Regions from separate parts of the Capsicum annuum genome. Here all the other regions are linked to region 3. A link is a contact called in public Hi-C data. All regions are on one chromosome and are shown on one strand. The core of a region is the stretch at or near the end of the contact, and the rest is flanking DNA. Distances in the headings are between cores, read along the strand shown.

Region 1 (4,297 bases), core at 600-3,099, 240 kb before region 3:
CAAAATGTGAAATCTATGACTTCATCAAACAGTATATAATATGAAAGCAAGAGCATGTGATATGCTCGATGGTTCCACCATCTCAAAGATGATGGCCGTTTTATAAATGTATACCTATAAAAAGAATTGTATAGTATGGGCACCAGCTTTTTAACTTTGACAACTTTTTTTGTTTCTCTTTTTTTTTTTTTTCCTCAAGACTTCTGGATGCAGCTAGCCAGTTAGTTGACACTGGTTTTGGACTAATCTAATCAAATAATTTCAAATTCGAGAAACATGTAGTAATTTCTTTCCAAATTTATTTGGTAAGTGTTCTCCACTAATTAAACAAATAAAGAAGTAAACTTTGGGTAAGTGGTTGGACTTAAATTAATTTATATCCTTCCTTTTCAAGCGAGTACTGTTCTACACAAAACTTTAAAGAAGATGGCTCTCCATTAATCCGTGAATGTAATCAATTTCATTCTAGCTACATATTATAATTCCAAATTGTCTCTCTACGGAAGTCATTATTTTACTATAAAATCGACCAAAAAAACAAAGTTTGGATGAGTGGTTAATCAGTTATTAATAATATAAGTTATTTTCTTATTTATTTTTCAAATTTAGCAACGAGTAGCTCGATGAAGGTGGCCGAGTTAGCGATCTTCAAGCTAAACGAGCAAGAAAGAAAATATGTAACATTGACACTCGTGTTTTTAGCGTCCTTTATTTGCTTTAGCTATAAGCAAATAGATTAGGCGTTTCTTTTATAAGACTAGTTAGGGATAGTGCATATGTAACCATCCTAATGTAGACAGTTCTTGTACACTAAGTTGCTTTTTAATGATGCACAATTGTGGTTTTTTCTCTTTTAATTTATGTAATACTATTTAATTAGATATGAATTTATTGGGACGAAGTATGGTGGGAATTGACCTGTCAGATGAGACTTGACATATATAATAGTAGATCGAACAATACCATAAGATTATAATCACATATTCAAAACTTAGTCAAATATCAAGGGTGATATGGGTCCATAATTAAGATGTGTAGAAAATTAACAAAAAGATATTTCATCCATATTACTGCTCCAAAACTTGCAAGGCACTGCTACAGGAACCAGTCATCAGTTTTCTAAAATATATTTAAAAATCATAGGCTATTTCACACGCAAAATAGTACTTCCTCCGTTTAAAAACGAATGATCTACTTTTCTTTTTAGTCAGTTTAAAAAAGAATGATCTCTTTCCTTTTTTAGCAATTTTTTAATTTCAACTTTCCATGTGACATAATTAAGACTACAAGATTGAAGAGTATTTTGGTACATTAGACATATCTTTAATTTAACACCACAAGATTCAAAAGTTTTCTTTATTTTCTTAAACTTGGTGTCAAGTCAAATTAGTTCATTCTTTTTTAAACGGATGGGAGTAGTATTAGCTAGCTTTCTTTCGAATATGTGTAGGCAAATAATTTTCAATAATTCCATTCTCTAATTCTTACGTCTATTCTTCTTTATTATTGTGATTTTTTACCGGTAAACTAGAGGAAAGGAAATAATGATTAGACTGTATGGGAGAAAACAATTTTTGGCTAATGGACAAATAATGCAGTGATATGTAGCACGAATATATAGTTAGTTAAAGCAGCCTAATAATAAAGATAGCATTGAATTATATCTTCTGAATAAGACCGGTAAAAGGGCAATCCAGTTGAAAAGGATCTGGAGCTGATACTATCGTGACCGGCATATTATGCCTATAAGGACTATCTAGCTTCGAGGACACGAGACCGCCTACCAATAGTTGAACGAGATAATAATGAGATAAGCTTGCAAGTTCGTCGATCATGGAAGATGTCAAGATTCTCGCAGGTTGTTATGCAACTGTGAATATCTTAGTTGAGTAGAGATCTTATGGGGGCAAAATTGACGGGGGATGCTCCATACTACAAATAGTCATGTAGTCACCGATTTGTAATTGGGGTTCTGCGTATTCTGAGAAAGACCTGATGTTTACTATTAATAAAGCTTAACTACAAAAGCCTCTCTATTTTAAGCTTTTTGTTTAACGTTGTTCCTGTTAGGTCAAGTTGAATGCCTGAATGGAAAATTGAGGGAGAATAGTGGAGGGAAAGTGAGTTCACACTAAAATGAAAAGTGTGCTCAAAATGAGGAAAATCTATTAAATTCTTCCATATTGGTGGGGAAATAAACTTTCATGCTATTATATTGAGAAACACATCTCCACTTGGTAAGTGAGGCAAGAACCAATAGGTGCCCCGTGCTGTTGTTGTTGCTTGGCTTGGCTTTGGCCTTAGATCAATCAATAAGAATAATCTTTTAGGACAAAATTTATTTGAAACTTGGAAAGAAATCCAGTCTGAAAATCCAAATTCACTACTAAAATTACCCCTATGATGACGGTTGCAAAATCGTTGCAATAGACAACAAAATTATTGCCATAACTCTACCGCAATGATTCAGCAAGCGTCCTATATGTGGGCGTTGCGATAGGTCTATGGCAACGGCTTATGCGACGGTTGTCTGAAACCGTCGTCATAGGTCGAGCGATGGCGACGGTTATTTTTTGACTTATTGAGACGCTTATTTTCATCTTTTACAACGGTAACTAACCGTTGCAATAGATTCTATTATAACGACATTAAACCGTTGCAATAGCATCTATTGCGACGCTTTTGTTATTTTGTTGCAACGCTTTTTGAGTATCTATTACAACTATTTCATTACTTATTGGGACGCCTATTTTCTTCTATTACAACGGTTACAAACCATTGCAATAGATTCTAATGCAACGACATTAAATTGTTGCGATAGCATCTATTGTGACACTTTTGTTATTCTGTTGTAATATTTTTTGACTACCTATTGCAATGATTTATTGAAACGATTGTTGCCATATGTTATTAAATTGAAATGATTTATATAAATAATCACTCGTATCAAATTATAACACAATATATACACATCACAAAACAAAATCATTCATTAATAATCTCATAATTCAAAATATGAGACAAGCTAGTAATTTAAACTCAAAAGAAAAATGTAATCAATTTCAAATGATTAGTTAAATTTTTACATAGTAGCAAGTTCGAGTCGCTATAAGTTTCAAGAAATTCAACACAAAACTATTGATATTAGAGCATTTATTCACAACCGAAAAATCTTCTCAAGGAAGGTCAATGTCTTCATCACTTTCTTCTTTTTGGACACCTATAAAAAGAGAACAAATAATATAAATTAGCACTTAAATGACAACATAAAAAGATTAGAATCACACTGCAGCATGATATAATGGGTCAATGCCTCACTGAAGTTCTACTTCAAGCATTTTTTGAGTTCACATCGGGAGGATTAGGTCAGGCTCTTAGTCATATCTAGATTCTCATATAACATATAATATAATGAGTCTACCAGACAGACATAATTCCAGTTATTCACAAGCCAGCAGGCATATAAAATCTACATTCAATACCAACTATGTTCAAGGGGAAGAGTTTAGGGGCTTATTTCAGGAGTGGCTTTATACTGCTAAGTCCTACTTAGAAAAGGCACCAAAACGATTAGAAAATTTGCAGACCACAGACATTATCTCATGAATTATAAGGTTGGGGACATGATTATAGTAATGTCTAGACCAAGAAAGTTTACAACACTACGAGGCATACAACATGACTTGGTTAAAAATATATCAGGGGCCATCACGTCAACAGATGCAACCAATAAAAAATAAGAAAAAGAGATGAGAAGAAGAAGAAGAAATAGAGACTGACCTTGATTGTTACTACCAATAGATGGACGATTTATTGGTTGAATAGCAGTCTCTTCTCCTGACGAATGCACATTGAATCTTAGCATATTAGGATCAAGTGTTAATCCTAGATTTAAATGTTGTAGTTGTGCAATGATGTTCATTGTAACATCTCGTTCAATGACATCTCTTTGAGATAACATATTATCACTACATAATACAGAAAGCAAAAGCAATATTTTCGAATAAAGTTAATTTTGATAATAATTTTGGCTTTATTGGAAGTAGTTTCAGTTAGTTTGAATGCACACATTATGTTGGACAATAAAAGAGATCCATAAAGAATTGCAAATAATAAAAAAGCTTGTATTTTTACTCAAAAAATTGACGTCTATAGCTTCAGAGTTGTTCTCCATCAGCTATTAACTGGATGGAAAATGAGTACTCTACATTTAAAAGATTGCAATATGGACTACACAGTGGATCCTTCAGATTCAGATTTTAATATTGAAAAGAGACGCTAAAGCAAATGCAAACTT
Region 2 (4,792 bases), core at 696-3,195, 140 kb before region 3:
AATTACTCCGATCAACAAAATCCACTTTTTGATGGGGCTAATATAGGCTCCTCAAGTTATGTCACGAAATTAGGAGTTTTAAACCAAGCACTTTTTGATGTCTCGTTTATTCCATGGAATATAAAGTTTATGATAAAATCTACTTGTATCAAATGTTTACGTTGATATAGACTTCTTTGATCCTTTCACTTATTCATGGTAGTTAGTATATATTTTTATTTGGTATAATACATAAATATGATCCCAAACTTAACATTAAATTATAACTTTGACCTTAAACTTTGACAGTGCACAAATATGACCTTTAACTATTCAAAACTGCACAAATATGACGTCCAATCCTACGTGGCAAAACACGTATTCAACACACAAAACTGGGTGCGTCCAGCTTAAAATTAAAGCGTTTCAATAGTAAAAAACTGGTAAAATGACTACAATGCCCTTACTAATTCCTTCTTATATATTTAAATGACTTTTCACTATTATTTTTTCATTGTTTTCGTCTCAAAGATGAAAATGACGTCTAATTTCTTTTGTCATTGTGGAAAAAGAGCAATATTGAAGATTTGTTAATTAGGCGGGTCAGCCTCATTTGAAAATATCGCGCGGGTATCTATATATATTATATAGCAGAGGACGAATTTAAGTTATATAATATATCTAAATATAATTTATTTAAATATTAAATTAAAGATGAAATTATACTAATAATAAAAAAATTATAGTTTTAATAAAACGTTATTAAATTAATGTTATTAAAACATTATTAAGGATAGTAGTAGTAGTATATTAAATTAACGTTATCAAATTAATGTTATTAAAATGCTATTAAATTAACGTTATTAAATTAACGCAGGGGCGGGCCTACGTGGTTGCCATGGGGTTCACCCGAGCCCCCTCGATAAAAAATTACGTTGTATATTTAAGATAGAAAATCTATACTTATGTACGTATATTAATGTTGAACAACATGATACAAGACACTTAGATAGCCCAGTGGTGTTATTTGCTCTTCTAGGGTGCTTCCTTCAGCCTACTGCGCGGGTTCGATCCTTGCTAGTGGCTGTTCTTTTTTTTTTTTTTTAATAAAAAAGATAGGTGTTGCTGCTATAGAAATAAATAAAATAATAATAATAATAATAATAATAAAAACGATGTCGTTTTAACACAAAAAGCAAAACGACACAAATAAATAAAAATAAAAATATAATAATAATAATAATAATAACGACGCCGTTTTAACACAAAAAGCAAAACGAAGTTGTTTCAGATGAAAGACAAATATGACCTTTAACTATTCAAAATTGTACAAATATGACCTCCGATCAAAAGTCCCTCCAAGTCAGCCCTTTTAATGACGTGGCATCGTGTGATTGGATTACCTTTCCACATAAGCGCAAGTGAAACTCACGCATGAGGGTTGCAAAATCGGAGGTTATATTTATTTAGGTTTTAAATAGTTAAAGGTCCTATTTGTGCACTATCAAAGTTTAAGGTCAAAGTTATAATTTAGTGTCAAATTTAGGGTTATATTTATGTATTATGCCTTTTTATTTCATTAAATCACTTCACCATAATATATTATATTGCTTGATGTAAACATCGAAAATAAATAAATTTTAATCAAATTCTACTTGTGAAATCTCAAATTTCAAGATAATATTTTTCATTATAATGATTAAAAAGATGTTATTTGTGCTAATTTTGCTTTTGTCTCAGCCATAATTAAAGTGTAAAGGGGACACGCAAATAGAGAGTATGCTGGCTAACGTGTTACTACCTCCGTTATATATATATCTTAATTATAATATCTGAAAAAATGTTAAATGAATCACAGCAAAAGAAAAGTTAAGACGTTTCTGTGAATACTAATATATAGTATCACATAAAATATGAAAAATAAGACTTTAGGTTTAAATCTAGACAAAGCTATATAATAATACCATCACTAACCAAAAAAAGACTACTAGTAGCTATAGAGATATTGGTCCCTAAAGACCAATAGCGACCGGAAAACAATGTCTTTCCTATAAATATACTTTTATTGACTAGATTTTCAATCGCTAAATGTTGGTCTCTATTAAGCATTTCTCTTGTAGTATATTTTAATTTTTTCTAATTTTATTAGTTTGTACTCTATAATTTATCAGTATACATTTTAACTTGTATGGATATATTTTATTTAATATTCCTCCTAATTTCACACATTTAATAACTCATTTATATTTATGACATGATATGTAATATGTTGGATGCAGTTTGAAGGAGCTGTGAAGGAGGATGGAAGAGGTCAAACTATATGGGACAAATTTTCTCATTCGTTTGGTAAAATTTTGTGCAGTTCCCCACTAATATTTGTTTTTTTTTTTTTCAAAAGAGAATTGTGATTATTTAAAATAATAGTTGGGGAATACTTTAATAAGTGTTATTTCAAATTTGAAATGCAAAATTTTAGAAATATATTTAAGAATTCTAAAAGTTTTTACTCACAAAAGTTAAACATAATTTTTAGCACAAACACAACTTTGACTTTCATATATATATATATATATATATATATATTTCAACTTAACATCAATTTCTTTTCTAAAAAAACATAAAATTTATCGTGTCGAGACGTCTACTAAATACTATTGCTAAATTGGTTGGATTTTGCAGGTAAAGTAATTGATTTTAGCAACGGCGATGTAGCCGTGGATCATTATCATCGGTACCCGGTAAATCTATTCAAACTTTATAAATACCACACTAATTTTTTGAGAAATTTTAATTTGGGCCACTTACAAAATGAATACATTTTTTTTTTTCTTGTATCTCTTATATGTGAAAATGAAGTTTCCTTATGTATAAAAATAAAGATCTCTTTTAAATTGTCATAAAACAAAAAAAGGAAAAGTTGGCCTAAAAAATCAATTCCCCTATTACACTTTTGGATCATTTAGACAAAAATTATTAACCATCACATCACATAATTCCAATGTACTTTTTCCCACTCTTTTAAACAGGAAGATATACAGCTTATGAAGGATATGGGAATGGATGCCTATAGATTTTCTATTGCTTGGGCCAGAATTTTCCCTAGTAAATATTCCTTTCCTTTCGTACTGGTTAAATAAGCATAATATTAATTCATTAAAAAGCATTTCCATATGATGTATACACCAAATTCAATAAATGCTATGCATTTTCCCTTTAATTTAGCTATTGTCGTTTGGTTGGGAAATTGTTATCCCGAAATAACTAATACCAGAATTATCCGGGATAACTTATCCCACCATATATATGGGATAAGTTATTCCATCACTATGGAAAAAATGGTGGGATAAGTTATCCCACCATGAATTAATCCCTCCAACCAAACAAGGAATTTAAACGATCTTTTATTTATCCTGGGATAACTTATCCCTTGGATTATTTATACCTCACACCAAACGACCCCAAAGGTACACTTGTTTGGTTTGCTGTTAACAACATGAGCGGAATTTTTTTAACTTATATTTAAACCTGTTATATAAGAGTCTGGAAGCGTTTGGAGTGAGGTATACGTTCTAATAGTCCCGGGATAAATTATGGGATTATTTTATCCCATGTTTGGTTGATGGGATACGTAAGGAATTACTTATCCCATCATTTATGCCGTAGTGATGGGATAAGTTATCACATATTTATGGTGAGATAACTAATCTCGGGATAACTTGTTCCCAATTAACCAAACGACCCTAAGCTTATATGAAGAAAATAAAGAGCAATATGGCTTGTAGGCAGTGGCGGAGCCAGGATTGACACCAAGAGGGTTCACAAGTAAACATATAAACTAATCAAAAGAGGTTCGACATCCACTATATATACATAAAAAATAATTTTAACCATGTATATATAGTGCAATTTTTCGTCGAAAGGGGTTCGAATGACCCTACCTTATATGTAGCTCCGCCACTGCTTGTAGGTTCTACTTGAACGTTGTACATAACTATGTCCAAACTATTAACATAATTAACTCTGAATTTCTTATCATTATCAGAGGGAGCTGGTGAAATCAATCAGGCTGGAGTTGTTCACTACAATAAGTTGATCAATGCTCTACTAGCTAATGGTATATTTGACATTCTTACTCTCCAATTTCTAAAAACTATATTTAATTTCTTTCAGCATTTATGTCAAAATTTTATTACATTAAACATAGATAAATTGTTTGTTGCAATATATATGTTGATACTCAGGAATTCAACCATATGTAACACTATATCATTGGGACCTTCCTCAAGCTCTACAAGACAAGTACAATGGATGGCTTAGCCCACAAATCATGTAAGTTCACCAGATGCTAATTATTCCAACTTGTCTAGATTCCGTTCATGTAACATTTATGGTAATTTTAACAGAAAAGATTTTGCGATGTACGCGGAGACGTGCTTCGAGAAATTTGGTGATAGGGTGAAGAACTGGATCACTATCAATGAGCCTCATACTGTTGCCATCCAAGGCTTTGATGTAGGGCTACAAGCACCCGGGCGATGTTCCATCCTCCTACGAGCTTTTTGCAGGGCTGGAAACTCTGCAACTGAGCCTTACATTGTTACTCACAATCTACTCCTTGCTCACGCCACTGTTGTTGACATTTACAAAAAGAAGTACAAGGTAAAAGATTTTGGGAAGAGAAGAACAAGCAATAAATTGGGACTTCTCCTAGTCAGTATCCATCGGTTACATACATTGATTATACATGATTATACGCATAGTATACATAAATCATACATCCCACTAGCTATTCTTAGTTTAAGCGGTTGGGTGG
Region 3 (4,374 bases), core at 1,450-3,949:
GAAATCTCATGAGAAAACTGAAACATTTCTTCCCTAGGAATTTTTCTTATTTCCCTGGGGTTTAAATGTTTGTGGAACACCGACTTGAAGCCAGCAGCTTTGACGAGAGGAGCAACTACCACACATTCTTCATTAAAATCTTCAAGTACTTCAATCAAATCATATTTGTGTATTACATCATCCTCCGTGAACTCATTCCATTCTGCGGACCAGTTTCTATATAAAGCCCAAACTTCCCCCTTTCTAGGAAATATTTGAATTGTATCACCAGGACCTTTTGTCCATCTGACCTTGTGAGAGAAACAGTTAACCGAGGTTCTAATTTCGTGCCTGCCTCTTCTGAAATATCCAGATGTTTTTGGAGCACCGGAATAGACATAGTTTAGCGACCCTATTCCACTGTTATATGAATTTAACCAACTAATTCTGGCCTTGAAAGGATTTAGAGAAACCACCTTGAGAATCAAAGCATAATATCGAGGCATCCCATCACTGTCATCATATGCAGCCCAGACCTGGTTCGGTCCAAAACAACTTTCTATTCGATCACTATCAAAATTGTGCAAATCTGAATCTGGAACATCTACCGACATACACACAGCAGGCTTATTATCTAAATAGTTGTCAAAAGTTCCAGAACTAGACCTATTTGCAAAGACATTGGTTTTAATTGCAACTTGTTTATGAACTGCATTATGATTTTCTCTGACATCAAACTCAGAGACATGAATTTCTACATTTTTTCTCTCCTTAGCTTCCTTGGTTAAACTTACCTCCCTTGAAGACATAGGTGTAGTCAAGGTAGCTGAGCCCTGATCTCTTAGGTTTTTCAATATTTCTTTCTTGGCCTTCTCCATCAGTAAATGTTTGACATCATTGTAGGATACCTCCTTTCCATTACGCAACTGGTTAGTGACATTCAGCTTAACCCTTTCACTATTACCCCGCTGAACTTCAGCTGGACTTGCTGTGCTACCTCCAGCAGATTCCCAGCTATGCCTGAGCCTACTTGGGCTGGGATCATTTAAGCCTTTTTTCCTCTTGAAAGCATTAAACTGTCCAGCTGATAAAGGTGCACTTGGCCGTTTGGACGAATGATTTTTCCTTTTTAATGCCTCCTCTCTTTTCGTCGCCGTCTGTGCTTCTTGACGCTCTCGTTTTACTTTCTGATATGCTTGTTGTACCATATTAGCGGCTTGTACAGCAGATGCATGACCAGCAGTTTTAGAAAATGGGCTCCACTGGAAGTCATTCTGATCAGGAGAATCAGTGTTATTGACCATAGACGACACAAAATTTGGAGATCTTGAACTGTTTCTTCCTGTAGTTGATGCATCCTTTTTCATTCCCTGGTGGTATGTGTTTTCTTGCTGCTGAGAATAATCCCAGTCGGTAGACTTCTTTGAGCCATTGGATGGTGGCGTTGTTTCGACAGCAAAGAAGGCTTCATGACAATTGGGACACAGAAGATTATGGTTAAGGTACATCCGCATATACTCATACTGCATCTTGCACCGATAGCAAACAGTCCAAAATGTACCACGCTCCTTTGTTCCAAATGAAGAACTCTTTTTACTGGTACTACACTTAGGAGGCCTCACTCGTGAAGCAGCATTCTTTGCAAATTTGTGAAAACCATTCTGCGTAGATTGTTGAGAAGAATCCGCGATTTCAGCCTGAACTCTCTGCTGCAAGGCATTCATATTTCTGGTGTCATATGCTGTTTTCTTCGTTTTATCAGACAATAAACTCCATGCTTCTGAAACATGCTTAAACGCAGCTTCGGCCCCTATGGACTTGTTCTTATCAGGATGAAGCATGAGGGCAAGTTTCCTATATTGTTTCCTTATAGCCTCATCATCAGCTTTGGGACTAACACCAAGGATTCCATAAAAATTTCCTTCACCATTAACTTTGCTCTCAGCAGCAATATGAACGCCGAGTGTTGACAACATTTGACTAATGCCTTCAAGTCCAGGATTCAGATTCTGGGCCTTTAAAGCAAACTTTTTCGCTCCCGAAAAATCCTTAGCCAAGAATTTCCGCTCTGCAATTTCTTTAGCCCTCAAAGCATCATCTTTGTTGCACTCCATCTACCATACCCCTCTCTTTTAACCCTTCCTCTCATGTACAATTTGACCAATAAACAACAATAATAGAAGCAATCATCAGCCATTCAACTAACCTGTTCCACAATAACCATGCCCTAAAATTGCTTAGAAAAATGTAAGAATATTTTTCGAATCTTCAATCCAAAAAATGAAATGCCAAAAAACCAATTTTTTGAATAAAATTCCAAGGTGGACTATATACCATAGATACACAAAGAGCAAATTAAAGAAAAAGTGAAATAAGGAAAAAATAAAAATTGATACTTTGGTAAACAAGAAAATCAATCATCTAGTCATTAATGTAGCTAATCAAAATAATAATTATATCACAGATATAGAAGTAACACATTGAAAAACCAGATAATAGAATCAAAGATAAAAACGAAAGAAGATAAACCAAAGATTATTTTAATGTTTTCCATTTAATACCATGGTTGGTTGGGAGGAGATCTGACCACAGATGGTTGTTTAGAGCACGAAAAGGCAAGGAATTCTTCGCGTGAACATCTCCTGTGACCGCCGAAGACACTTTCACCGAGAAAGACGCGTCACAATGCTGATTTGAGTGTGTTCCATATGACACGCTGTTTGATGTCCTTATAGCATTTCTGGAATATTGGGCTTGGGCCTGGGCCTAAGAAGTGTTTGCATAGTTTTAGGAAATTTTATAGAGAAAATTATCCATATAGTATTAATAGATTCAAAATTACAAATTTTAGCAATACGTTTAGATAATTACATTAATAGCAATTGCAAGTTATAACAACTTATTAAAATACTAGTCTTCGTATATGCGTTTCACACATGTAATTTGCTTCAATGAGTTTAATTTTATAAAATTACTTCGATGTGTATCTTTCGACGAGAAATAATTTGCGTTTGACTAATAAATTTAAAGACAGAGCAACTATTAGTATTTTACTAACTATCAGTATTTGATTAAGCTTTTAAAATTGCTTTTAAATGTATTTTTCTCAAAAGTACTTTTAAAAAAAAATTACTTTTTTTGAGATTTTGAAATAGTAGAAGTTAAAACTCGTTTTGTTTGTTAGATTTATTTTAATTCAATCTCTCATCCTTGGACCTATGGTATTTCCAAACATATACTTAATTTAATGCATATGTAACCATAATGTCTTTCATGTCACTTAATCTAGGACTATATGATCAATTATTTTTTTATTTAAATTAATTTTTTAATGTGTACTTTAACGTAGATTGCAAATTCATGTAAATGGTGACTATGATTAATTGAGTAGCAACTTAAAAATGTAAACTCAAACTGATAGGAAATTTTTTCTAACACACAAAAAAAGAAAAATAAAAAATTACCTCATAATCATTTTCATGAGGTATTAACATACGTTATAATTTAATACATGTCCACACCCACATAAGAAAATTTTCAATCATTCTATTAACCAAGCACAAACAAATATAAATATTTTTGTTCATAAGAAAACAAATCAGAAAATCACAAAATTGAAGATCCATTAACAAAAATTACAGCTCTAACTCATAAAGTTCTATAAGCAAAAATATACTCATAAACCTAGAAAATATTTAAAGTTGAAATTAAAATAACATGACGTTATGCGAAATTTACATTACAAACATTCACAAAATAAGATTACAAAAAAATTATAATAAAAATAACATAATATTTAATATGCTTTAGTAAATGACCTACATATTGAAAAACTAATTTTACAAATACAAACCTAGAGTGAATAAATCTCTCCAAAATAAAACTCTTTACTTATGGATGTTATTGTATTATTTGTAGGAAGAAAAGATCCTCAATTTATAGAAGTCCAAAAGGACTAATCAAATATGGAAGAAATATTTTCAAGAAAAGAAAATATTTTACATCAAAAAAAACTTTAATTATGGTAGAAAATTAAAGCAAATCCTAATAAAAAGAACGTGATAATTAATATTTATTAGGAGTCAAAGTCTTGTTTAACCTTCCTTAATAGAAAGTCCTTAAACTCCAAAATCAAAAGTTTATAACCATATAAGATAATATAAATGACTTTGAAAAGAACTCAAATTAAATAATATTTTAAATTTATCATATATTTTGCTCGTAGATTTATTTTATCACATTCTTTTAAATGAAAATATAAATATTCCTATATTGCATTGACATATTAATATTTGAATTAAAAGTAAGTGAGCATCTTTGAACCCATAAAGATACAGAATTTAGGTTTAGTTAATTATAGAACACTTTGTTGTGAGCTTGAAATTTAAATTTCAT

What was found. Hi-C and Micro-C count contacts between places; a contact is called where the count stands out from the background.
Region 1: a Hi-C map of bud shows a contact between it and region 3, with 2.8 times the contacts expected there. The contact joins the enhancer-like site here to the promoter of LOC107876829 in region 3. A contact is called at or near these places in 2 of 5 Hi-C or Micro-C datasets (bud and placenta).
Region 2: a contact with region 3 is called in a Hi-C map of placenta, with 2.4 times the contacts expected there. The contact joins the enhancer-like site here to the promoter of LOC107876829 in region 3. A contact is called at or near these places in 2 of 5 Hi-C or Micro-C datasets (leaf and placenta).

Annotation. Positions count from the first base shown.
Region 1 is chr1:111,600,747-111,605,043 of UCD10Xv1.1, forward strand. It overlaps LOC107876847 (a long non-coding RNA gene), which reads right to left. Exons shown (of 6, transcript XR_001676075.2): 5 at 3,781-3,857; 6 at 2,967-3,220. Among protein-coding and RNA genes, the nearest start is that of LOC107876847, 8.0 kb to the right of the region's middle. Within about 2 kb of position 1,850, at least 5 of the 5 cell types and tissues checked have an H3K27ac peak or open chromatin away from gene starts, as enhancers often do. A contact at or near this core is called in bud, where this site is marked.
Region 2 is chr1:111,695,521-111,700,312 of UCD10Xv1.1, forward strand. It overlaps LOC107876837 (beta-glucosidase 40), which reads left to right. Exons shown (of 13, transcript XM_016723675.2): 2 at 2,259-2,325; 3 at 2,659-2,717; 4 at 3,006-3,081; 5 at 4,022-4,093; 6 at 4,221-4,308; 7 at 4,383-4,638. Among protein-coding and RNA genes, the nearest start is that of LOC107876837, 11 kb to the left of the region's middle. Within about 2 kb of position 1,946, at least 4 of the 5 cell types and tissues checked have an H3K27ac peak or open chromatin away from gene starts, as enhancers often do. A contact at or near this core is called in leaf, where this site is marked.
Region 3 is chr1:111,834,981-111,839,354 of UCD10Xv1.1, forward strand. It overlaps LOC107876829, which reads right to left and starts at 2,700. Exons shown (of 2, transcript XM_016723672.2): 1 at 2,541-2,700; 2 at 1-2,185. The coding sequence starts at 2,093.